2 separate regions of the Macaca mulatta genome follow, and region 2 is linked to region 1. A link is a contact called in public Hi-C data. All regions are on one chromosome and are shown on one strand. The core of a region is the stretch at or near the end of the contact, and the rest is flanking DNA. Distances in the headings are between cores, read along the strand shown. Region 1 holds the start of FKBP5 (FKBP prolyl isomerase 5). Region 2 holds the start of PPARD (peroxisome proliferator activated receptor delta).

Region 1 (6,393 bases), core at 1,584-4,083:
CTGCCACCTAGCCACAAACCTCCTCCTTCCACCTCTATGCAGGGGAAATGGGGTCCCATTTGGGGTCCCCACTGGGGACTTATGCTGTCCCTATGCTGTGTCCTGGCATCTTGTGGGGCCATTGTGATGATGACAGCAGCCCAGAGCAGGGCTCTTCCTGGGGATGGGGACCTGCCCCACGTCCCAGCTTCCTGGGGTGCTGCGCAGTGCCCTGAGGGATGCTTTGTGCCTGGAGAGTGCCAGGGCAGGCGGGGAGGAGTGGTTCCGGGAAAGGCCCTGGCAGGCAGCATAGGCCTGGGCTCCAGGGCCTTTGAGGGTGGGCCTAGGGGAGGGACCTCAGGCTGCTGAAGTGCCTTACCTGGGCCTCCTGCCATCTGATGGCATCTCTGGCACCCTCTGTGGCTAAAGATGCCAACACAGGCCTGAGCCGTGGACCCCCTTCCCATACATACATCACACTTCCCACACAGGCTCTCACCCAGCCAATGCACACTGCATCTCCCAGTTGGGAGGCACCTTCACTGCCATCTACTCCCACCTTCTTCCTGATGCTTGAAATCTGTCCGTGATCCCAGGTCAGTGATTGCTCGAGGCTATGACAGGGACACTCTCAGACAGCAGCCCACTGCTCTTCTGGACTTCCCTATCTCCAAGTCCAGTCACCTACGGGACACCTGCCCTTACATGGCCTAGAAGTGACTGAACTCATATTCATGTCCCTCACACCAGCTCCTCCCCATTGCCCACCATGACCCTCCCAGTCCTGAAACTCACTGCAAAGGTAGATTAATGTTTAACTACTTTCTCTCCTTCATCATCCTTATGTCTGATATCTTATCAAATTCTTCCCTTTGTTGCTTTTATTTCAAAATATATTGTTTGTTCATTACTTTTCTCCTTCACCCTTTCCCCTCCAGCCCCATAGATTCCACCTTTGGCCCAAATTCTCACAGCAGCTGCTACACTGTCCTTTCTTTTTCCTTCCTCCTACACACCCTGCTGGAATAATCTTTCTCAAACATCATTTATTGTGTATGTTATCAACTTCAGACTCCTCAACCAAGCACAGTGAGTACACTAGCTAAGCTGTGTATTCTCTGTGAGATGGGACCTGAATTCACTCATGGCATGTCCAGGCCACAGGGTTGAGTGCAGTGCCTCCTGCACAGCAGGAGGGCAGCAAATGTTCCTCAAGTGACCCATCCATTTGGTGGTGTTCCCTTTCCACCGTTCCAATTCTCTCTCCTGCCTTGGTCTCCCCAGTCCCATCAAGCCTATTGGCTTCCCAATGCTCACTGGGGCCCTTTTGTTTTGAAGGGCCACTGTTTTTCATTTCCCCAAAATCTTAGGTGGCTGGAGGTGGGGAGCTGGTGGGGAAGGGAGAGGCCGACATCCAAGTTAATATCAGGAAGGTTGTGGCAAATACCAACTGCAAAACCTTGGGTGCAGAGCAGAATGAGGGCAGATGCCTGCTAGGAGTCCCTGTTCAGTAAGAGACAAAACCACAGAGGAGGGCAGAATGTGGAAAGGAGAGTGGCATAACTAGTGGCTTCCCTCTGAGCCTGTGAGCTGCCTTTAATCTTTTCCTTTTTTTTTCTTTTTTTGAGATTGAGTCTTGCTCTGTCGCCCAGGGTGGAGTGCAGTGGGGCGATCTCGGCTCATTGCAACCTCTGCCTCCCCAGTTCAAGCAATTCTCCTATCTGAGCCTCCCGAGTAGCTGGGACTTCAGTTGAACACCACCACGCCCAGCTAATATTTGCATTTTTAGTAGAGACGGGGTTTCACCATATTGGTCAGGCTGGTCTCAAACTCCTGACCTCAGGTGATCCACCCGCCTCAGCCTCCCAAAGTGCTGGGATTACAGGAGTGAGCTACCGTGCCCCACCTAATCTTTTTTATGTTTTATTGCTTAGTTATGTCCTGCAGTATTTTAAACCTCTTCTCCCATAGGCTGTAGGCTTTTTAATGGCAGGGACAGTGTCTTTTATTTATTTGACATCATCTACTTATTTTGAGAAGCAGGCACGAAATACTTTGGAGGGCACATAAAACTTGGGTCTGGATCCTGGTTCCAACACTTAGCTGTTTGGCCCTGGGTAAGTCTCTTAACCTCTCTGAGCCAGTTTCTTCGTCTGTAAAAGCCGCTAGTGACACTCGTTTTGCAGAATGAGGGGCAAAAATTACAGAGAATACAAAGCACCAGGAAAGTGCCTGTTGTACCCAATAGTTTATATTCCTTCCCCGTATGGTTGGAGCCTTTTCTGAATTGGGAGAAAGGTGTTCCTTAACTACTGCCCATACTGGGACACTTTAAACTTGAAAAGGGGCACTGTTAATAATTACGTCCGTTCCAGGGACGCAGAGCCACCCTACCGTAGTTCACAACAACTGGCAGGGTTCGGATGGCACGCAATATCCCAGTGCCTAAGCACAGCCCCAAGCATAACGCTCAATAAATGCCTGTTGAATCAAAGAGCGAACAGAAGCTGACCCTCACTCCGTTTTTTGGACATCATTGACTGAAGCAAATTGAAAAGCCCGCCCCTGCTGCGCCCCCACCCCCACCCCCACCCCGTCCCAGAGCCACCGGCAGCCTCAATTCCCTGAGGTCTGCCCTTCAGTAGCCCACCGTCCCGCCCCCGGTTGCCTTGACATCAGTGACGTCGCCGAGGGGCGTGGCCTCTCTCCATCCTCTGCTGGTGCCCTGGGCCCCTCCGCATCCGAACCTGGGGGGAGGATGAGGTTGGTGGCCCTTGACCCTACTCGCCCCCCGCCGGGCCAGCATCTAAGCCCGCCTGGCCGCCTTTCTTGGGCGCGCAGCTGTCTCGAGTGTGGGTACCCATCTCCACCCCCACCCTTACCCGGGTGAACTAGCGGGGGTTCTAGAGTGCCGGATCCCGGTGAGCCCTCTCCACCAGCTGCGGGCTAAAGGATCCTGAGAACCTGGGCCCAGCGCTCAGCTCAGGCCCGCCCCTTCCCGGTCAGCCCCCTCGCTCCACGTCCTGGGGGGCGGGCGGGAAGGATGGGACCCCCGCCCAGGAGGCGCACAGGCGCCAACGAGCGCGGGAGAGAAAGAGTTAAATTAGGTGCCGGCGCCGGGCGCGGCGCGAGTGGGGGAGGGGAGCGAAGAGAAAGTGAGAGCGGGGGCGGAGCGGGGACGGGAGCGAAAGAACATCCTGTGCCCGTCGCCGGATGCGCGCGGGGGGAGGAGGTAGTCCGGGGAGGGAGAGCAAGACGGGGGGAGGCCCGGGGCGGGGAAAGGCGCGGCCTCCTTCCCCCCCAACCTCCTCCTCTGGGGGCGCTGGCCCCCTCTGCTTCCCGCGCCTTAGCCGGAGCTACCCGGAGGCCCCAGGATCTGGTTCCTGGGCAGGAGTAAGCGCTAGCTGGGGAGAGATGATCTCGGAGAGTATGGGATGCACGTCAAGGCAGGGGCGGCCCCCAGCCTTTCATCTCTTGGTTTTCTGCAAGGGAAGCTCGCACGTGTTGAGCGTCCCCTGTGCACCGAAAGTACACACATTATCTTAGTCAGTCCTGACAGCGGCACTTCCAGGCAGTAGACAGGAATTCATAGACTCGCGTTCTAGAAGAGGAAACAGACTCAGATTATGGAATTTGTCCAAACCCCACACTGCTGGGATGTGAATGCAAGCCTGTCGGACTGCAAAGGGCTTTTCACTGGAGTTTAGGGTAGGGCAATTTCCCCTTAGCTTCTATGCGCACAAGTACTGGGCCGCTGCAGTATCACCCTCGGGAATGGCGGTGTCTTTTCGTAGAGGACCCCCAACAGCATCTGGCTGGAGCTTCTGTCATTAACTAGGCTCAAACAACCATTGCCAGGATATTGGTAAAGAGATGAGGAAGGGGCCTTAGGGTTCCACAGGTAGTTGGATGGTTCTTAGAAACACAGTTTAGGGGAATGTGTTGTAGCGCTCCTGCTCCTCTTTTAGGTATTTGTGGGGGCTTCAAAGAGGGTTCCAGAGTCACTCAAAGCAGTTACATGGATTACAGGAATTCGGATTGATTCACTTTAAGAAGACCAGGGAGGTCTGGTGTGGTGGTTTATGCCTGTAATCCCAGCACTTTGAGAGGCCGAGGCAGGCAGATCACCTGAGAGCAGGAGTTCGGGACCAGCCTGGCCGAAATGGTGAAATCCAATCCACTAAAAATACAAAAATTAACCAGGCGCGGTGGTGCACGCCTGTAGTTCCAGCTACTCGGCAAGCTGAGGCACAAGAATTGCTCGAACCTGGGAGGCCGAGTTTGCAGTGAGCCGAGATGGCGCCACTGCACTGCAACCTGGGAGACAGAGCCAGACTCGTATCAAAAAAAAAAAAAAGACAACGACTAGCGTGAGAGGTAGTGGGTAAGTGGAAGGAAGGGCTGACTCATGTGCTTTTCAGGCTGGGATGCATTGAGGGCTACCGTCTGTGTTCTCACTGCCTGCCCACACCCCACATGTTGTCCAGGTGAAACCTGCGGAGATAATTAGGATTATAGTCAACATTTGTTGAGCTCTGTGTGCTGGGCACTGTTCCAAGTGCTTTACTTAATCCTCGCAATCCCATGAAGTAAGTCTTATTGTTTCTATTTTACAGGTGGGGAAAATGAGGCACAAGGAGACCACAAAGCTAAATCCGTGACTAAACTGGTTTTGAGACGGAGTCTCCCTCTGTTGCCAGGATGGAGTGCAGTGGTGCGATCTCGATTCACTGCAACCTCCGCCTCGTGGGTTCAAGCAGTTCTGCCTCAGCCTCCTGAGTAGCTGGGATTACAGGTACACATCACCAGCTAATTTTTGTATTTTTTAGTAGAGACGCGGTTTCCCCATGTTGGCCAGGCTGGCCACTCTGACCTTGTGATCTGCCTGTCTCCGACTCCCAAAGTGCTGGGATTACAGGCTTGAGCCACCGCGCCCTGCCCTGAACTGGTTTTGAACCCTGGCTAGAACCCGTACTTATTTACTAAACTCAAATGTACTTAACATGATGAGAACATCGGCCTTGAAGGTAAAAATGCTGGCATAGATGGCAAAGAGGTGTGTGCTTGAGCAGCCCATGTCCTTTTCCTGGGTAAGGCAGGTAAGTAACTCACAGCTGGCTGTGTGTATTTTGGCTGTCAGACTTCTCTTTAACCAGTGGTTCCAGATTTCTGGATTTGACAGAAAAAGCAAGAAAACAAGTGAAAGCCAGGTTCCCATAAAGAGCTGCAGCTTTTAATTTATGCTCCCTAAGAGCACACAGAACGTACCTACCATCTATTATCACCATCATTAAAGAAAATACTTCTGTTTTTTTGAGACAGAGTCTGGCTCTGTCACCCAGGCTGGAGTGCAGTAGTGTGATCTCAACTCACTGCAACCTCTGCCTCCCAGGTTCAGGCAGTCCTGCCGCCTCAGCCTCCAGAGTAGCTGGGACTACAGAGATGCACCACCATGCTGAACTAATTTTTGTATTTTTTGTAGAGTGGGGGTTTTGCTTGAGCCCAGGCCAGGCTCGAAACTCCTGGGCTCAAGAGATCCACTCACCTCAGCCTCCCAAAGTGCTGAGACTACAAGTGTGAGCCACCACGCCTGACCTAATAAATACATTTTAATTCTCAAAATAGGAATGACATCATCTGAATCTGTTAGTCCCAGCCAGGCACGGTGGCTCATGCCTGTAATTCCAGCACTTTGGGAGGCCAAGGCGGATGGATTGCCTAAGCTCAGCTGTTCGAGACCAGACTGGGCAACATGGCAAAACCCTGTCTCTACCAAAAATACAAAAAATTAGCCCGGTGTGGTGGCGCATGCCTGTAGTCCCAGCTACTTGGAAGGCTGAGGCCAGAGGATTGCTTGAGTCTGGGAGGCAGAGGTTGCAGTGAACCAATATCACACCACTGAGCTCCAACCTGGGTGAGAGAGTGAGACCCCGTCTCAAAAAAGAGAAAAAAAAAAAAAAAAAAGAAGAAGAAGGAAAACAATTATTCCCAAGAAAAGATGGTCAATGGACTTTATGCCAACAAATAGATATTCCATTGTCTTTTTTTGTTGTACTGTGGACTAGTAAAAATGTCACTCTAGGAATAACTCTGCCTCTAATCTCTCTGAATCATTTGAGGGCAGAACCAGAAGAAATGGGCCTTAGGTGTGGCAGGAGGGAGTTAGGTTGCAGCCAAGAAAGAACACTTTTTGCAGGTCTTTAAAGAACAGGTGAGCCTTACATGTGCTTAGGAAGTGAGGGTTGCAGAATCAGCTCCATGGGATGGAGGGGCCAGTAACTCTGGGTCCCACCCTGGAGAAGGGCAGAGCAAGGACATTGCCTTGAAGAATTTATTCTCAGAGCCACCAAAGTAGTCTTGGAACCTAAATAACAGCTCCCATCAGGCAGCCGTTTTCTGCCCAGAGTTCAGTGG
Region 2 (6,830 bases), core at 89-2,588, 400 kb before region 1:
AAAACTACAAAAATTAGCTGGGCGTGGCCGGGCCCGGTGGCTCACGCCTGTAATCTCAACACTTAGGGAGGCCGAGGCGGGCGAATCACGAGGTCAGGAGATCGAGACCATCCTGGCTAACATGGTGAAACCCTGTCTCTACTAAGAATACAGAAATTAGCCGGGCGTGGTGGCGGGTGCCTGTAGTTCCAGCTACTCGGGAGGCTGAGGCAGGAGAATGGCGTGAACCCGGGAGGCGGAGCTGGCAGTGAGCAGAGATGGCGCTACTGCACTCCAGCCTGGGCCACAGAGCTAGACTCCGTCTCAAAAAAAAATAATTAATTAATTAATATAAAAAAATTAGCCGGGCGGCGTGTGGCACGTGCCTGTAATCCCAGCTACTTGGGAGGTTGAGGCAGGAGAATCACTTGAACCCGGGAGGCGGAGGTTGCAGTGAGCTGAGATTGCGCAATTGCACTCCAGCAGGGGCGACAGAGTGAAACTGTCTCTCAAAAAAAAAAAAAAAAAAAAAAAAAATCACTCATCCAGATAGCTAGGGTGTGGCCTAAGGAGCTTGTGGCCTACGGAAGGTGTGGCCGAAGGAGAGGCGAGGGGTAATATTTAATGATGATGGAGAGGAGCCGTTGGTCATATACCTGAGAGTCAAGTTTTGTTCATCGCCAGATGAAAGCCAGCTTCTTCCACCAGATTGTCTCCCAGGGGCTAGGTAGCTTTCTGTGGTCATCTTAAGCGATAGGTTGGGTTAATAGGTCCCTTCCAGGTCTTCAAGACCTGGATTAAGATGTAAGAACAGAATTTTCTACAACAATAGGGAGGATGTCCCCTATTTTAGGTGAATAAGCATATTACATAAGCACATGGGAAGAAAGGTTAAGAACTCCAAGACCGTAAATTTCCAGTTGTAGAAGCCTCTTGAAGGCGGAAAGTCCTTTTTTGAAAATTACAGGCGGTATGATCTCCTCCAGTGGACCTAGCACTGGGTTAAGAGTCTCTCCAACTGCAAGTTCCGTACCTTTTCTAGGACTAAGTTTCTTCACTGTAAGATGAGGAGGTTGCACTACATGACCTCGAAATTCCCTTCCAGCTTTAAATTCCCTCTTGTGACACTTGCTGGACTTGCTCTACTGGCCCAGGCGCTCTCCCTTAGCTGCTATGTCCGCATCCCGCACCAGAGGGCGCCACAGGCGGGCCCTGGGCAGCGTGCGGTGGGCGGAGAGGCAGAATCAGGGGAGTCTCCAGAAGGCGTGATGATTGGTCGCCGCCAGGCGGAAGGGGGCGTGGAGAGGGAAGGGCCGAGCAGCGCGGTGACGTCGCGCTGGTGGGGGCGGGGCCGGGCCGCGGAGCGTGTGACGCTGCGGCAGCCGCGGACCTGGGGATTAATGGGAAAAGTTTTGGCAGGAGCGGGAGAATTCTGCGGAGCCTGTGGGACTGCGGCGGTGGCGCCGTAGGCAGCAGGGACAGGTCAGTCTGAGACGAGAGAAGCGGGCAGGCAAGTGGCGGAGGGAAGCGGCGGGCCTGGGCCGAGGCGGCCAGCGGGACTGGGGCGCAAGGCCCGGCGGCGGGGCGCGGGGTGCGAGGAGCTGCCAGGGTCCGCGGACAGCGTCGCGGCGGCTTCCTGATGCTCCGGCCCGCTCCGGTCAGCCGCCGTGCGTTGCCGTGTAGGCGCCCCGCCGCCCTTGCGCCCCCCGCCCTTGGACCCCCATAGCTGCGTGAGTGAGTCCGAAACACGGGCCTCCTTCCACCCGACTCTGTGCCCCTTCTTGGGCCTCGTGGCTCCGTCTCCTCCCACTTAGGAGAACCCTGTCTCAGGCCCGGGGGCCTCTCCCACTCCCCTCCCCTGCCTCTGATCTCTTCCTTCACCCCTTTCTGGTGTCCCCGAATCCATTGCCGTATCTACCTAGGGTCTTTTCGGGGATCTTTTCCTCTGTCCCCCTCGTTATCCTTGTCTCCTGCCTTCATCCTCCCATCCTTGTTCTCGCAGGCTTTACTGTCTTTCCCCATCCTTGTCCCCTTATCTGTGGCCTGATCCCTCCCAGTACTATAGGTCCTCATCCTCTTCCCCAGGGTGTTCCTAGGCTTTTTCCAGCTCCGGGCTTGCAGTCCCTCTCTCCCTAAGACTTTCACCTTGGCTCCCTAAGAGGCCCTGTTTTTGCTCCTCTTTCCAATTTCCTTCGTATCGGTTCCGTCCCCTACATTCCTGTCGTCTACCTCCTTTTCTCTCCCTGTTCCTTTCCCCTGCTTCAGGGAGAAGCGTTAGCTCCACACTCTACTTTCACTTGACCTGCAGTTGACAGAACCATGGGGTGGGGTGGAGGTGTTCAGACCTTGATCGAATTAGGAGGCTGATTGACTAAAGGAAATAACAGATTGTGTGGGAGAATTTACTTGGGTGTTGCATCAGAGATGATGTCCAATTTGTAGGCCATTCTTCTCATCTCAGCTTTAATACTTCCCCTTTATAGGGCTGTTGACTTCCAGGAACCCTTGGGGAGAGACGGCGCTGAGCTGGATGTGTGCCTCGGGTAGCCAGAGGCTTTGTCCAATTCTTTTCCCTTTCCAGGAACCAGGGTTTTGTGTCTTTCCACTCTGGATATATGGAATACACTTATACCGTGATACCCCAGCCTTTGTGTGCCCTCACTCCCACCCTCCACCCTGTGCTCCATCCCAGAGGGCTAAGAGAATTCTCCAGAAGCTGTGCCCCAGAAAATCCTTGTGGTCTTCAACCTTTTTTCTGTGTACTGGCTCCAGAACTTTTTTTTTCCCGTTCGAGTTTTGAAATAGATTGCTGGCCTGATAGCCCTGGGGCTGGCGGGCATCTGTCCTTTTATTATTGGTGGCTTGAAACAGCTGCTGATTTTCTCTCATATCTCTTTGACAATCTTTGGCTAACTGAATGTGCCTCTGATGTTGGTCACTGAACATGTTCTCTTGGAGTCTCTTCTCCCTCTTTTTTCTTTGTTCTTTTCTGAATCTAGGGAATCCAAATTCTCCCTCTTTTTCCCTGGGAGCTTAATTTCCTCTGTATCCAAGAGGAAGGGCAACCCCAAAGTTCTGTTCCCTTCGCACAGGCATAGTATGAGGTATCAGATTGATAACTACCTGGGCAGGTTGTGGGGCCGCAGTAGTTAGACCTTGTCAGGAACTTGAGCAGACACGTCTGCTTCCAGTCACATAGATTGTCTTTTCTGGGACTTGAGAGCCCACCACCTTACATGTGTGTCTGGATGTTTAACCTTACCAGACAGAAAATTCTCTTCATATCCTTCAGTTTGAGCTCCTTTATTTGGTGTTGGTTCTCTAAAGAAATATTCAAGAAATAACATATCCTTTGTTTCTACCCAGTCTGATCTTGGAGGATTCTGAAAGCATGACCCACTCTCATGTTTAGAGATGAAGGCTCATTGTTTCACCTGGCCCCAGGTTTCTAGGGCTCCTCTTTTCATAATTGTGCTGTCTTTGAGCCAGATTGGACACAGGAGTTGGCAACCTTTAGGAGCTGTGGTGGAGAGCCAAAGGAACCAGCTTGACCAGACTTTAAAGTTTTGTAATCCTCTTGTGCACTGTTTTCTGTGAAAGCAGTAGGATTGTGGATGGCCTGTCATTGAGCCAGTCCCCTCTCCACTGACCCCAAGACCCCCTTTGCAGCACTTGCAAGGATTTGGGCAGACTGGACCAGAGGGTTTCCATGTTCCTGTGAATAGCATCTCTCCAGGGTTTTAGTGAATCATTCTAAAGGGGTAGAGGTCAAGTGTTGGACAGATTTTTAGTCTAGTCTCTGGCTCTCAAGGACTCCTCCTTACTCTTTTGAGCAGTTTGTTACTCCTGGCCGCGCTTACCCCTTAGTAGTGCTCTCTGCTGTGGTGACAGGTGAGAGATTTGAGAACAGGTCAAGGCCAGTCCTTGTGGAGCAGCTTGGGCACCAGCAGCCCCAGCTGGATAGCTTCTTGCAGTTTGTCCACTCTCGTTTTCTGAGAAGGTAGTCATGATTGTCAATTACCAAATTCCTTCCCATTCAGTGATTTTTGCAGAGTCTGGGTCTGGATTTTGTTTCCTTCTTTCTTTTGTGACACAAGGTTTTGTTCTGTTGCCCAGACTGGAGTGCAGTGGTGCTATCATAGTGCATTGTAACCTCGAACTCCTGGGCTCGGGAATCTTCCTGCCTCAGCCTCCAGAGTAGCGGGGACTATGGGTGTACGCCACCATACTCAGCTAATTAAAAAACAATTTTTTGGTAAAGACAGGCTCTCACAATGTCTCAAACTCCTGACCTCAAGCAGTCCTCCCCACCTTGGCCTCCCAGAGCACTGAGATTACACGGACTGCTCGTTCGGCTGCCTTTCTCTGCCTCTTCATCATGGCCTTCTTGTGTAATATATGCCTTAACCCATTCAGGAAGAATTGCTCCTCCTCAGCCTTTCAACCCCACCCGTGGTCCCTTAGACCCCTTCCCTTAGGGCCTGGTAAGAGGATAGAGAGTGTAGGGTACTGGCCTAGGAAGCCATTAGGCCTCTGCTTTGGGCCTACAGCTGTCCTGACTGTTGTGCAAGATGTGTTCAGGGCCTGCGGATTCTGGCACATCCTGGAGTAGTGCAGCTCCTCTCTCTCAGGAGTTGGACCTGTCACTTTTTTTTTTTTTTTGAGACAGAGTCTCACTCTGTCGCCCAGGCTGGAGTGTAGTGGCATGATCTCGGCTCACTGCAAGCTCTGCCTCCTGGGTTCACGCCATTCTCCTGCCTCAGCCTCCCGAGTAGCTGGGACTACAGGTGCCCGCCACCACGCCCGGCTAGTTTTTTGTATTTTTTAGTAGAGACGGAGTTTCACCATGTTAGCCAGGATGGTCTCGATCTCCTGACCTTGTGATCTGCCCACCTTGGCCTCCCAACATGCTGGGATTACAGGCGTGAGCCACCGCAACCACCCTGGATCTGTCAGTTTAAGGGCTTCAGCTGTATCCTGTCCCTGAGGCCCAGCTCCCTGAGTGCTCCCTGCAGGCTGGGAAGCTGAACAGTGGTGCCTTCCTCCAGTGCCTCTGAAGGGCCTGGAAATTGCAGGACCCAGCTCCACTGCTCAGCATTGCCCATGCTGGAAACGTTCTCTTCCTCCCTATCCAGGTCTCTGTGGGCTTTGTCCATTCTGCCAGGCCCTTGCTTAGCCCTGTGCCCGACGCCATTGTCTATGCCATGTTGTCCCAGATTACCTAGTAGCTGCTTCTTGAGATGGTTTGGTGTCCCTGAGCATTTTTCTCTGCCTTTGGAGCCAGGGGGAGGGGCTGCTTGCAACAGCTGGATTCCGGGATGTCAGAGGAGCCCTTGGAACTTACCTTGAACCTGGCAGGGAGAACATGGCCCCTTGCATCAGGTTTCAGACATATGGTTCTTCTTCCTTGGCAGAAGGCTCCTAGCCTTCATAACTCAGCAGGCTGGTGATTGGGATGTGACTCCAGTTCATTCTCCAGGGGCTTTGGTGAAGGAATCAACTATGACTCAGGACATGTTCATTTATGAGCTGCTACCCATGGGGGGTATTGGGCACCAGCTCCTTTCTTACCTTGCCTGCTCCTTCTGCCCCGACCTGATAAAATCAGCAAAGCCAGTGTCTGCGTGCTTGGGAGCGAGCAGACTCCTTCCAGGATTGGGGAAATATTTGCTGACTCAGGCTCAGAATCACATCTCAGGGTGGTGTGTAAGGGACAGACGAGGAACCAGATTACCTTGGGAGCACTCTTTGAGTTATGGTGGGTATAACTTATTAGAGTTGCTTTTAGGGCCCCTGGCATTTCTCAGCTAAAGCTGTTGGGGTTTTTTCTATCCTGCAGTGTTGTACAGTGTTTTGGGCATGCACATGATACTCACACAGTGGCTTCTGCTCACCAACAGATGAAGACAGATGCACCAATGAGGTAATCCCATTTTCTTTACTCAGGAGTCCCTGATCACCACTGACACAGGATCCAGATTTAAGATCTTGACCTTGAAGATGAAATAATTTCACTAGGGCTTATTCCCAGATTCCAGGTTCCTGTCACAGCATCTGGTACCAGTTGCTTATGCGTAGTATAGACATTTATTAAGTAATTATTGAATGTCTGTGGTTTACATAGTTTTTTCAGGAGCATGGAGATTCCCACCTTTGGGCCCATTAAAAGATAAACTCCACAGGGCAGGGAGTTATTTTGCTGCCTGTTGTGTCTAGGATAGTGCCTGGCACAGAGGAGATAATAAATATTTGTTGAATGAATAAATGAATGGACTTTCATCTTTGCCCATATGGATACCTAGGGTGCCAGACTACAAAGATGGTGTCCATCACTCTCTTATTTAGGGAGCAAATATATACATTTTTTTGTTTGTTTGTTCATTTTTTGAGATGAAGTCATGTTCTTGTCCCCCAGGCTGGAGTACAATGGCGCGATCTTGGCTCACTGCAACCTCCTTCTGGGTTCAAGCACTTCTCCTGCCTCACCCTCCCGAGTAGCTGGGACTACAGGTGCCTGCCACCATGCCCGGCTAATTTTTGTATTTTTAGTAGAGATGGGGTTTCACCATATTGGCCAGGCTGGTCTGGAACTCCTGACCTCAGGTGATCCACCCACCTCAGCCTCCCAAAGTGCAGGGATTACAGGCGTAAGCCACCGCACTCGGCCTTTTTTTTTTTTTTTTTTTTGAGATGGAGTTTTGCTCTTGTTGCCCAGGCTGGAGTGCAATGGCATGATCTTGGCTCACTGCAACCTCCGCCTCTCAGGTTCAAGCGATTCTCCTGCCTCAGCTTCCTGAGTAGCTGAGATTACCGACATGTACCACCATATCCGGCTAATTTTTGTATTTTTA

What was found. A called contact is a pair of places that touch in the nucleus more often than the background predicts.
Region 2: a contact with region 1 is called in a Hi-C map of fetal cortical plate, with 4 times the contacts expected there. The contact joins the promoter of PPARD here to the promoter of FKBP5 in region 1. A contact is called at or near these places in 2 of 14 Hi-C or Micro-C datasets (fetal cortex germinal zone and fetal cortical plate).

What each region holds. Positions count from the first base shown.
Region 1 is chr4:146,534,521-146,540,913 of T2T-MMU8v2.0, reverse strand. FKBP5 (FKBP prolyl isomerase 5) reads right to left here and starts at 2,833. Exons shown (of 13, transcript XM_078000277.1): 1 at 2,764-2,833. It overlaps ARMC12 (armadillo repeat containing 12), which reads left to right and starts at 4,649. Exons shown (of 8, transcript XM_078000291.1): 1 at 4,649-5,394; 2 at 5,804-6,393.
Region 2 is chr4:146,929,282-146,936,111 of T2T-MMU8v2.0, reverse strand. It overlaps PPARD (peroxisome proliferator activated receptor delta), which reads left to right and starts at 1,338. Exons shown (of 5, transcript XM_078000255.1): 1 at 1,338-1,461.